2 separate regions of the Sus scrofa genome follow, and region 2 is linked to region 1. A link is a contact called in public Hi-C data. All regions are on one chromosome and are shown on one strand. The core of a region is the stretch at or near the end of the contact, and the rest is flanking DNA. Distances in the headings are between cores, read along the strand shown. Region 1 overlaps CFAP99 (cilia- and flagella-associated protein 99). Region 2 holds the start of FAM193A (protein FAM193A).

Region 1 (5,594 bases), core at 1,885-4,384:
CTCCGCACGTTCCTATTGGCCGCCGCCATCCCTACTCCCGCGGCCTGTCGGTCGGGGAGGTATATTTTCAATCCTATTGGATGAGAAAGCCGTCCATTACCACTTTGAAACGCGCCTCCTTCCGGCCCCGCCCACGCTCGCGAGCTCAAGCTCCCGCCCTCCGGAGAGAGACGCCGTCTGCGCCCCTCGGCTCGGAAGGCCCCTCGGGAGTCGTGTTCCGGACTCCGGCCGCCCTGCTCGCTTCGCCCGGCGGAGCCCCAGACCCCTCTCCCGGCCTCGGTTTCTTCACCCATTCGTGAGGTGGAGAACATTCCTGGGGCCTCTACTCCCGGCCGGAAACTAGGCCTGGATCTGCAGGTCCTCCCGGCTTCCGTGCCCCCGGCTGTGCCAGGCCCTGCGCGGGCACCTGGCCCCGGTGACCCCGGACTGGTGGTGGCGCGCGGAGGGCAGAGCAGCCCCGCCCAACCGTGGTCACTGGAGGAGGAGGCACTCCACCAGGGCTTCTGAGGGCTCCCGGGAGGAAGCGACCTCGCAGCTGGGAGCTGAAAGGACCAGAAGGGAGCAGAGTGTTCCCAGAAGCGGGAGCCTGGGTAGGGAAAGCTGGACTAGCCTGTCATCAGTAACCGTGAAGGCTGCCCAGTGTGCCAGGAGTAGAGGTGGGGAGCGATGGGGGTCTGCGGAGGCAAGAGCCAGACCTTGGGGGCCCAGAAGAAGGTGTCAGGGGAGAAACAGAATATTGCCTGCCCTGTCAGTAAACAAAGGATGGCGCAGTCATCAGTGATTGCAGCCACCGCCGGTGGTGCGCCCTGAAGGGGCTCAGGAAGGAAACGAAGGCTGCCCGCCACCTAGCAGCCCTCAGACTACAGCCGCTCTGGGACAGTGAGACCTCAGGCTGTGAAAGCGCGGGATACTGGCCCCAGGTTGCTGCGGTGCATCACAAAGGAGTGATTTCCCTGGACCCTGACTCGTGCATCTTCCCATACAAAGAAAAGCGCTAAATTCCTTAACTTGAGATGTCTGGTTTTCTTTTGACTGCTTCCCTTTTGTCGCAAAACTCATATAGGGGTTCCCATGGTGGCTCAGCAGAAACAAATCTGATTAGCATCCATGAGGATGCAGGTTCAATACCTGGCCTCACTCAGTGGGTTAAGGATCCTCTGCTCCCTGTGCTAATCTGGTAGGTGAAGGGTAATTCTCTCTTCCCCTACAGCGCTTGCTTTGGGCACCCATGCAGACCTTGCACATTATAGAAACAGGTTCAGCAGAGCATGTTCAGTCTAGGCCAGTGTGACTAGAACACAAGGCTTGCAGGACAGAGAGGTTTCCTTCCAAAGAGAACTGCCAGGGAGAGAGGGCCCTTCTTCCTCCAGACGTTGTGAGGATGGAATTGCTCCAGCTTGGAGACAGAGCTCCTGGATCAGGCATGTCCTGAAGTCTACCCAATCTTTGGATTGCCAGTTATGGAAGCTAATAATTCCCCTTTTGAAACCCTCAGAGTTCCTGATGGGGAAATGGCTCGGATTGCCAGTGTCAGAAAATGAGACACACGAACACAGGGAGATTTCAACAAGACTCTTTACTTCTGCAAAAGGGTGCTGGTACTCAAAAAACTCACTCAAAGAAGGAAAGACCCTCCCATTTATCCCTAATGCAGGTGATGTACCTGTCCCCTTCCCATTGGTCAGGTCAGGGTGCACATTCCTCTTGGTTGGCTAATTTGAAACAAATTGTTACTGGGATGGGGGGGGTGGGGGTGGCAGGAGGGCGTTTCAGCCCAAAACTGGAGCAAAATGGAGTCACCAAGATTTCCTTTGATAGAAAAGACATGTTACTTTCCACACGGAGGGAATCTCTCAGGATAAGTCATCCAACCCTGTATCAAGTAAGTTTGAATCATACAACACAGGATGTAAGAAATGTCACGTTTATTCCTTTAAATGAAATTTAATCTGCTCCCAGCTCTAATTTGACAGGTGGGGAATTCCTCTTTTTACCAACATGGGTTGTGGGAAAGTCCTGGGGTTCTGACACAGTTGAGAATGCTGGGGGAGCACTCTGGTCTTTAGCCTGTTCCTGCCACTTAGAGATGTCCACCCTCCTGGCTGAAAGTACCCTGGGGCCCAGCCCGCCTTCCAGGTGCCAATCTCAGCAGACCCAAGGAGGATGTGAAGTGTGGGGATCTCTCCCCTAGAAACCTATCCACCCGGCACTTCCCAGCCCCCTCCCTTACTGCCTTGAGCCCCATGGGCTTGTCAGTCTCTCCTGGGAGCAGTGGCATATTGGCACTATTCACCAGGAGGCTTTCACTCACTCAGCCTGTCCTCAAAGACAAGCACTTCCAGTCCAGGGCTGGGTCTAAGGACTCAGGAGAGTGAATCCATTCCTGTCAGAGCCCTGGGCGGGCTCCCACCAGTGGCTCCAACCTTGTTCCTTTGGTGTCGCTGGCGGAGGCTGGGTGGTGCTCTAAAGTCATCCTGGCTTAGTACTGCTGGGTCCTGGCTCTCCTGGCAGGTGACATCATCTCTTTGAGCACCAGTGGCCTCATCAGCAGATGAGTGGTGGGGACAGTTCCTGCATCCCCAGCCAGCTCCCCCCATCGCGGTGAGGTTTACATGAGGGAAGGGGTGAGAAGGCCCAATTTCCAGTGGCTCAAGAATTCCGGTCACTTCTCCCACTAACTGCACACGCACAATCATATTTAGGCGTGGGGGTTCCCAGACTAAGCCACCGACTCAGGGCAGAGAATGGGCATTCCAGATTTCCACGGGCAGAACAGGCTCTGGGAACTCCAAGGACAGGGCGCCAGGAATCCCTAGCGCTAGGTCTGGGCTAGAGAGGCTATGTTTAGCAGGTAAAATACAAGCCTCCCGAATAAATCTGAATTCCAGATAAAGACTATACTTTTCATCATTAGCTTGTCCCACGCAACAACTGGGCGACTTGCATTTCATTGGGCAACCCAGCTCTGGGCAGAGTGGGGCGCGCGGCCAAGGAAGGAGAGGCGCACACCGCCGCGCACGCTTTATTCGGAGGTATGTGGGGGGGGGGTCTCAGGGTCCGGGGCCGTGCCTGCCCGGCTCAGGCGGCCCCCAGGGGGCGCGCGGGCCCGCAGGCCATGCCTTCTTGCACCAGCGCTCGCAGCCGGCGCTCCCTGCTCTGCTCCAACTCCAGCCTCCGCTGCGCCTCTCGCTGAGCCTGCGGGCGGGCAGTGAGGTCGGCGCGGGGCGGGGCCGTCCCTCCCCGCGGCGGCCCCGCCCCCACGCCCGTGGGCTCCTCCCCCCACCGCGGCTCCCGGCCCCCCGCACCGCCGTGCACCCTCGCGGCCTCCCCAACAGCACTGTCCCGACCCGCGGCTCACCCGCGGCTTGGGGCGCAGGGCCTGCGGCGCCGACACGTGCGGCTGGGCCCCCTGCCCGCGGCGCTGGGCCGCCTTCTCCCGGATCCTGCGCTGCAGCTCCAGCACCCGCTCGTCCTGGGAGGGCGCTCCCGCAGTCGCCGACTGCGCCTTCTTCTCCTCCCACCTGGGCGGGCGGTGGGGCGGGCTTAGCAGGGCCCCCACCGCGGTTGACCCGAGGGGTTCAAGTGCGGGGGAGGGGGAAGGCCCTCCGAAGACAGCTGGGGCGGGGCTCCCCAGCACCTCGCCCCTTTTGCTCCTTGTACTTAACGTTTTTAAAAAGTATTTCATGGGGAATTCCCTTCGTGGCTCAGTGGTTAACAAACCCAACTAGGATTCCTGGCCTCGCTCAGTGGGTTCAGGATCCAGCTGTTGCTGTGGTGTAGGTCGCAGACGCGGCTCGGATCCTGCGCTGCTGTGGCTGTGATGTAGGCCTGCAGCTGTAGCTCGGAATCGACCCCTAGCCTGGGAACTTCCATGTGCCGCGGGAGTGGCCCTGAAAAGACAAAAAGACAAAATAATAATAGTTAAAAAGTATTCCATGTATATTAACTGTGTGTGTCTGTCTGTGTTGGGATTAACAAGCAAAAGCCCCTTCCTCTCCCACGCTCCCCTTGCCACCCACGCCTCGAGGTCACCTGCTGCTGCTATTTGGCTATCTTGGGGGATGGCTTACATACTAGGCCACGTGGGGCCGGAAGAGTCACCTCGGTTTTTCTAAAACAAAAAGACTGTTTGTGTCCCCGTGCTTTTCCAAACAAGAGAGGAGAGCTGCTTGACAACCAAATGCTACCTGTGAACCCCAACTGACTCCTGGCTTTAAAAAGTTAGAGCAGACAGTCTCTGAAAGTTATAGTTAACAGGCCTGGGATTCCTGAAGAAATGTGAACACAAACAGGATATCGGGAGTCTGATGTTTCCAAGTTGTGTCCACGTGCTGTGGTTTGTAGGGCAGTGGTTTTTTTTTTCTCAGAAGGTGATTAGGGGAGTTTGCAGCGCGGCTCAGTAGTAATGAACCGAACCCAACTAGTAGCTATGAGGATGCGGATTCGATCCCTGGCCTCACTCAGTAGGTTAAGGATCCAGCGTTGCTGTGAGCTGTGATGTAAGTCACAAACTCAGCTCGGATCCGACATCGGTGTGGTGTGGTGTAGGCTGGCCACTACAGCTGGGACTCTCAGCCCCTGGCTTGGGAATTTCCATAGGCTGTAAGTTCGGCCCTAAAAATCCAAAAAAAAAAAAAAAAAGTTCCCGTCGTGGCACAGTGGTTAATGAATTCGACTAGGAACCATGAGGTTGTGGGTTGGGTCCCTGCCCTTGCTCAGTGGGTTAAGGATCCGGCGTTGCCGTGAGCTGTGGTGTAGGTCGCAGATGTGGCTCAGATCCCACGTTGCTGTGGCTCTGGCGTAGGCCGGCAGCTGCAGCTCTGATTTGACCCCTCTACTGGGAACCTCCATATGCCGAGGGAGCGGCCTAAGAAATGGCAAATAAAGACAAAAAAAAAAAAAAGAAAGAAAAAATGGTGCTCAGGAGTGAAGCATCTGATGCCTGCACTACTTCCCAATGGTTCCGCAAAGACTAAACAGCTAGCTGGATGAAGCCCATGGCTGGAGGACATGGCCCTGGATATCCAAGCCTCGCCACAGGATTTTTTCACCGCTTTTGAATGCCTGAAACCCGTCTAAGAAAATAGTCCAGGGGTGGGCAGAGTATTGCAAGGGAACTGCCTGGGCAGGAGTGGGGTGGGTTGCTAGAAGGAGAACCCATGCAGGTGCAAAGGCACGCTCCTTGCCCCTTGCGGCCCCAGGTGCCTGCCCTGGGGCCACTGGCACCAACCTCAAGGCCGCAGTCCTCCCATTGGCCGCCCGGCACAGCGCGACCTGCTCCACCGCGTTCTGCAGCTCCTGGCTCTTGGCACGCTTGCCGCGAATGATCTGGTCTCGCTTCTCCTCCTGCTTGCGCTGCTGGGCTTCCTTGAGCAGAGCCAGCCGCTCGCGCAATTCCACGATGGACATCTCCCCTTCTAAGCCATAGCCGGGGATCTGCAGGGTGGGTGAGCCAGGCCTCAGGCTGGGAGCCAGGCCCACGGCCTGTGCCCAGCCTGCCTGGCTGGGTGCACTGGCTTTCCCTCTCACCAGTGCTGGTGCCTCGCCTGAGTCCACAGGCCTGGCCCCATTCCCAAGAGAGCCCCTGCCTGCCC
Region 2 (5,594 bases), core at 1,663-4,162, 38 kb before region 1:
AGGTTTCAGAATCACACCAAGAACATCTGTAATTGGTGTCACCCTGTTATCATGAAGAGGTTTTTCCTTTTTTCTTTTGATTTTCAGGGCCACACCTGAAGCACATGGAGGGTCCCAGGCTAGGGGTCAAATCGGAGCTACAGCCGCTAGCCTACACCACAGCCACAGCCACACAGGATCCAAACCTTGTCTGCGACCTACACACAGCTCTCAGCAACATCGGGTCCTTAACCCACTGAGCAGGGCCAGGGATCGCACCTACAACCTCACGGTTCCTGGTCAGATTTGTTTCCACCACACCACAATGAGAGCTCCCCATAAAGAGGATTTTTAATGCTCTATTATTAAAACACTGTGAAGAGGAGTTCCCATTGTGGCTCAGTGGTTAACGAACCCAACAAGCATCCGTGAGGACGAGGGTTCCATCCCTGGCCTCGATCACTGGGTTAAGGATCCAGCGTTGCCATAAGCTATGGTGTAGGTCGGAGATGCAGCCTAGTTGCTGTAGCTGGGGTGTAGGCTGGCAGTTACAGCTCCAGTTCAACCCTTAGCCTGGGAACCTCCATATGCCCCTGGTGCAGTCCTAAAAAGACAAGAACAAACAAAAAACAAAAACACTCTGTGAAGAAATTTTGAAACATAAAACGTGGCTTTAAAACTTTAAAATATAGTAAAAGAGAATGTTTTTAAAGGTGCAAGTCACAACTTAACAGTACATAATAAAATAATTCTGTTTACTACAACCATCACTTTATTAATGAACAGAAGAGAAAATATCAAAAAGTATCGAAATGTTGTTTTGTGACACCTGCGACCTGTGTGTGTGCCCTCGCAGGTGTCTGTGTGTGTGCCCTCGCAGGTGGCTGTGTGCGTGCCCTCGCAGGTGTCTGTGCGTGCCCCCGCAGGTGGCTGTGTGTGTGCCCTCGCAGGTGTCTGTGCGTGCCCAGGGTGAGAAGGAACAAGTCTTAATCTATTTTTTATCTTATAGTGGGTCATGGCCAAAAACTCCGCATTTGTTAAGTTTAACAGAAAAAGACAGTCCTGTCAAAAATAATACTAGGCATACGGTCATCTGAGTTTGAAAAGCATGATCAGAATAGCACTAGGAGTTCCTGTCATGGCACAGCGGAAACAAATCCGACTAGGAACCATAAGGTTGCAGGTTCAATCCCTGGCCTCGCTCAGTGGGTTGAGCATCTGGCATTGCCGGGAGCTGTGGTGTAGGTCGCAGACAAGGCTCAGATCTGGTGCTGCTGTGGCTGTGGTGTAGGCCAGCAGCTGTAGCTCTGATGTGACCCCTGGCCTGGGAATCTCCATATGCTGCAGGTGTGGCAAAAGAACAGCAACTAAAAGAGGAGTTCCCTGGGGGTCTGGTCTCTGCACCTTCACCACCTGTGGCCAGGGTCTGATCTCTGGTCTGGGAACTGAGATCCCATATCAAGCTGCTACACGGCCAAGCCAACAAATAAAAACTAACTAAAAGGTTATTTTAGCTAAATATCGCAAAATAAGTGAGAATTATCAAAGCCTGAAATAATGTTATGAAAGGCCAGTGAAAGAATTTTTATTGCACCACCACCCTGCTTTCATTAAATCAACAGAAGTAGGTGTATTTTACATCCAGGTACAGCCAAGATTGTCAACGTTTTTGTAAAAGACCTACTTAGGCAGACGTCCCACCCTCCCCTCTCCTCCCCTCCTGCAGTAAACACTGCCCTTAATTTACACTCCACTGATGCAAATCCACAAGCCTCATTCTGGATCCTCAGAACTCCACCTGTTTCGCTCTCTAGTATACTGAGGAACGGTAACCTCCGGAGACGGTGAGGTCAAGGGCTCTGACCCAGGATCCAAAACAAATCTGACATACAATCTAAGAAAGCTCCAACTGCAGAGAGCACTCAAAACACTAAAGCATACACACACCTTGCTGCAAGTTCATACAAGAGCATAGGCATCAGAGAGCTATGGCACATGCAACGACTTCCCATGCACTCTCCCTGCACACCACTCCAACACGGTATTTATAATCTCGCATAAAACAACTACTGTCTTGGAACTGGGCACACAAATAAACACTCCTGATGAGGCTTTTGTCTGTTGCCTCTTGTTACTGTTGCAAACGTCTTTACCTAACAGTTCCAACTAGACAACTCTGGAAATAAATCCATTCTCTTTTAGGACACAACTCAACGGGTAGAAATGACTGCCAACGGCATACCCACGACCCAGTACTGCGTCTTGGAAAGTGCTGGGACCAGGAGAGGAATAAAAGTGGCAGCAATCCACAACTGACAGAGGCAGTGTGTGCCAGCTGCCTTCAAAAGTAAAACAGAAAAAATTCCTATTCAAATGCCTTAAGTTCAAGCCCTACATAACAGGCCTGAGTGACCAGACCACCAATTACCTCTAAAAAACTTTTAAAAAGCAGAGGATGCAGAGCCGGGGCCACCACCTCCAGAAGACTGTCAGGTGTCTCTCCAATGACCACACTGGAGAAGAAAAAGAAAACTTCCAGGAGACACTTTCGCAAGGGCGTGGAGGAGGTGGGCCCCGCCAGGGAAGCCCCGCTCGTCACCTGACTCCCAGTTCTTCGGGAATCGCACCCGAGCAACCTCAAGGACGAGCTCCGCGCCGGGCGACGCGGCACCACCCCCGGGCCCGTGACAGCGCCGCGCAGGTGGGCAGGCGGCGCCGCGCTCCTGGAGATGCGGCACCTGGCGCGCGGCAGCCCAGCCCCAGGCTCGGCGCGCCTCCCACCGGGGCCCGCCGTGCCCGCGGGAGGCTGTCAGGGCGCGAGCGGACCGCGGCCCCCGCCCCGCGCCCGTTACCGCGCCCTCCGCCCGCCCCCGCTTACCTCGAAGTAGCCTCCGGGGGCGGCGCCGCCCGCGCCCGCGCCGAGGGGCCCGTTGGCCGCCGCCGCGCCGCCCGGGGCCGCCAGGCCCGGGGCCTGGGAGCCGCGCAGCGCCGCCGCCGGGCCGGCCTTGCCGCTGCCCGCGCCGCCGTTGCCCCCGCCCGAGCCGCCGCCGCCGCCGCCCCGCTTGTTCTTCCGGCGCTTGGCCCCGCGCTTAGCGTCGGCCGGGCTCATGGCGGGAGGGCGGCGGGCGGGGAGGGCGCGGAGCGGGCGCGGGGCCGCGGGCGGCGGCGGAGGGCGGGGAAGGCGGGGAGGCTGAGGCGGCGGCGGCGGGGCGCTCCGGCCGGCCGCGGGCGGGGGGCGCTGCGCGGGGTCGCCTCCGGGCGGGGAGGGCCGGGCGGGCGGGAGCTGCGGGGCGGCCGCTGGGCGGGAGCAACGGCGAGTCCACCGGGCCCGGCGCCGCCGCTGACCAGAGTTAGAGTCCAATATGGCGGACACAAGGGGAAAGGGATCCCAGTTTACGTCGGGGGAGGGGGAAGGAGCGGCGGGGAGGGGGAGGGGTGTGGGCGCCCTCCCCCCCCGCCTTACTCCGCCCTCCGAGCGCCGCTCCCCCTCTGCCGCGCCCTCCCCTCCCGCCGTTAACGTGCGCCGGAGCGCAAAGCACGCTGGGACCTGGAGTCCACGCGCCAGCGCCGCCGCTAGGGGTGCCCGGCGGAGGGACGACGATTCCCGTCAGGCCGCGCGCGGTCGAGCGCCCAGACGCTGCGAGGGGCTGCGGCGGGGGAGCTGGAGGCGGCGGTGGCGTCACCGCGCGGTCGAGCTGCAAGCTCCGCCCACTCCGCAGGTCCTTCTGGGACTTGTAGTTGGGCGGAGGGGCCTGGCCAGCACAGGGCTGCGTCGCCCTCAGTAGGCGAACTACAAGGCTGGTGGCGAGGAGTTCCGCCTCTTTGACAGGCTCCCAGACGCCCCCGCGCCCCGCGCCTCTGCCGCGGGGTCTGCAGGCCTGGCCGGCCTGGCTTTCGGGACGCGCCGGGCGGGTAGCCCCGGATCTGACCCTCCAAGAAAGGCCCGGTGACCTTGGCCCGGCTGTGGGTTCGAGTCCGCATTCCCAACTGACTGGCTATGTGACCTTGGGTCGGGCCCGTCGCCCGAGCCCAGGTGACTCAATGGGACGAGAATAACCCGCCTCCGTGGGTTGGGCGAGTTCCGGAGGGCGTCTGGAAAGCGCTGGACCCGGCGGCGGTCGGTCGGGGTCCGCTCTGGGCCAGGGAACGCCGCGAGCCGGCAGACCTGGCAGTTAGCTTAGAACCCCCGGCCTGGAGGCGCCCTTCCGAGCTCGCCCTCTCCCTGCGGCCCCGTGCAGTCGTCGCCTGGACTCTTGGGGCCCTGCTGCCCTGCAAAGCACCGGAGCAGTCCAGCCATTTCTCACGATCTTGAACTCATCCACCGCACAGGCCACGAACCCCGGCAGACCCTCCCGGGCCTTCCAGTGGGGCCTTTCCGCCTGGACCCTCCTTCCTGGGCCCCTTGCCCATCTTCAACAAGCCCCAGGTACAGTTCTGCCCTAGACGGACCACAGGGGTTCTTTGCCTGGATCCTGCGCTCTAGAGGCCCCCACCCATCACAAACACCGAAGCACGAGAGACTTGTCTTGCCCCCTTTGGTTCCATCACTGGTTCTGGAGCGATGATACAGAGGAGCAGAGGCCCTCCATTTGCACTCTTGCCTGGGCCCCTCCCCAAGGGTTTGGACTGACCCTGCTGTTGAAGGAAGGCTGAGAGGGTGAGCGGAGATGCTTGCCTTAGCACTCTAGTGGGGGCAATGGTTTGGGTTGCCCCCTCCCCACACGGGCTGGGTCAGACATTGCCCGCTCCCACAGCCCCTGTGCTGTTCGCTTATCAGAACACATTGCGCTGAATTGAGATTCTTAGTGTTCAGCAGCCCCCCAGAAAAGTCAAGTCTTAGGGGGCAGGGACTCGGGGAGGCATAGGAGTGTCTACCTCCTGCACCTCTGCATCGCAGCTCCTGCCAGGCAAGAGCTGGGCACACAGCAGTCCAATATTTGCTGGATGAATGAATGACGTAATAATGATCATTTGTCAAGCATTTACGCCCCAGCCCCTCTGCCTGCTGCTGTATCATCTCACCCACACAGCCATTCTCAGGATGTGCACCATCAGCCTTATGTTATGGATGCGAAACTCAAGTCCATAGATGGTGAGGGATTTGCTCAGTTACCCAGATAGTCAGAGGCAGGGCCCAGATTCCAACTCAGATGTGGCTCAGGTACAGCTGCTGGGTTCCAGCAGCCCACAGTTGATGTCAAAAGCTCTTTTGGGGACAGGGGAAGCCTCTCTGAGGTGAGCTGAACCAGAGCCACTCACTGTAGAACAAAGGGTTTTCAGCACTGCAAGACTTGAGCATGTCCCAGGAACCGACAAAATCAAGATTGTGTTTTATACTAAAGGCAGCTGAAAGCCATAGAGGGTTTTGAGTAGGGGCTGTCATTGTAGGATGTATGATTTGAGGAAACTGGGGCTGTTAGGTTGAGAATGGACGTCAAGGGAGCAGGATGGGCGGGCGGGACACGTGGGACAGCCTCGAGGGGAGTAGAGAGGGTGGTCCTGGCAGAAGTTATGAAGCAAAGGCATGACCCAGTGGTTCTCAACATAAAATCATTATCCCCCCTAAGGAAAAAGTATCAAGACATTAAGGAGAAAATACTAAGGAATAAGATTTT

The links. Hi-C and Micro-C count contacts between places; a contact is called where the count stands out from the background.
Region 2: a contact with region 1 is called in a Hi-C map of liver, with 5 times the contacts expected there. The contact joins the promoter of FAM193A here to the enhancer-like site in region 1. A contact is called at or near these places in 1 of 5 promoter capture datasets (liver), 11 of 47 Hi-C or Micro-C datasets (alveolar macrophages, blood, embryonic fibroblasts and 5 more) and 2 of 2 datasets of contacts at active chromatin or transcription factors (alveolar macrophages and skeletal muscle).

Annotation. Positions count from the first base shown.
Region 1 is chr8:1,348,046-1,353,639 of Sscrofa11.1, reverse strand. It overlaps CFAP99 (cilia- and flagella-associated protein 99), which reads right to left. Exons shown (of 16, transcript XM_021100933.1): 14 at 5,231-5,436; 15 at 3,359-3,521; 16 at 1,909-3,195. The coding sequence ends at 3,079. It also overlaps a transcript of RNF4 not described here. Among named protein-coding and RNA genes, the nearest start is that of RNF4, 16 kb to the left of the region's middle. Within about 2 kb of position 3,134, at least 51 of the 83 cell types and tissues checked have an H3K27ac peak or open chromatin away from gene starts, as enhancers often do. A contact at or near this core is called in alveolar macrophages, liver, skeletal muscle and 1 more, where this site is marked.
Region 2 is chr8:1,385,760-1,391,353 of Sscrofa11.1, reverse strand. FAM193A (protein FAM193A) reads right to left here and starts at 2,912. Exons shown (of 22, transcript XM_021100934.1): 1 at 2,858-2,912. LOC102159054 (a long non-coding RNA gene) reads left to right here and starts at 3,573. Exons shown (of 3, transcript XR_304717.3): 1 at 3,573-4,636.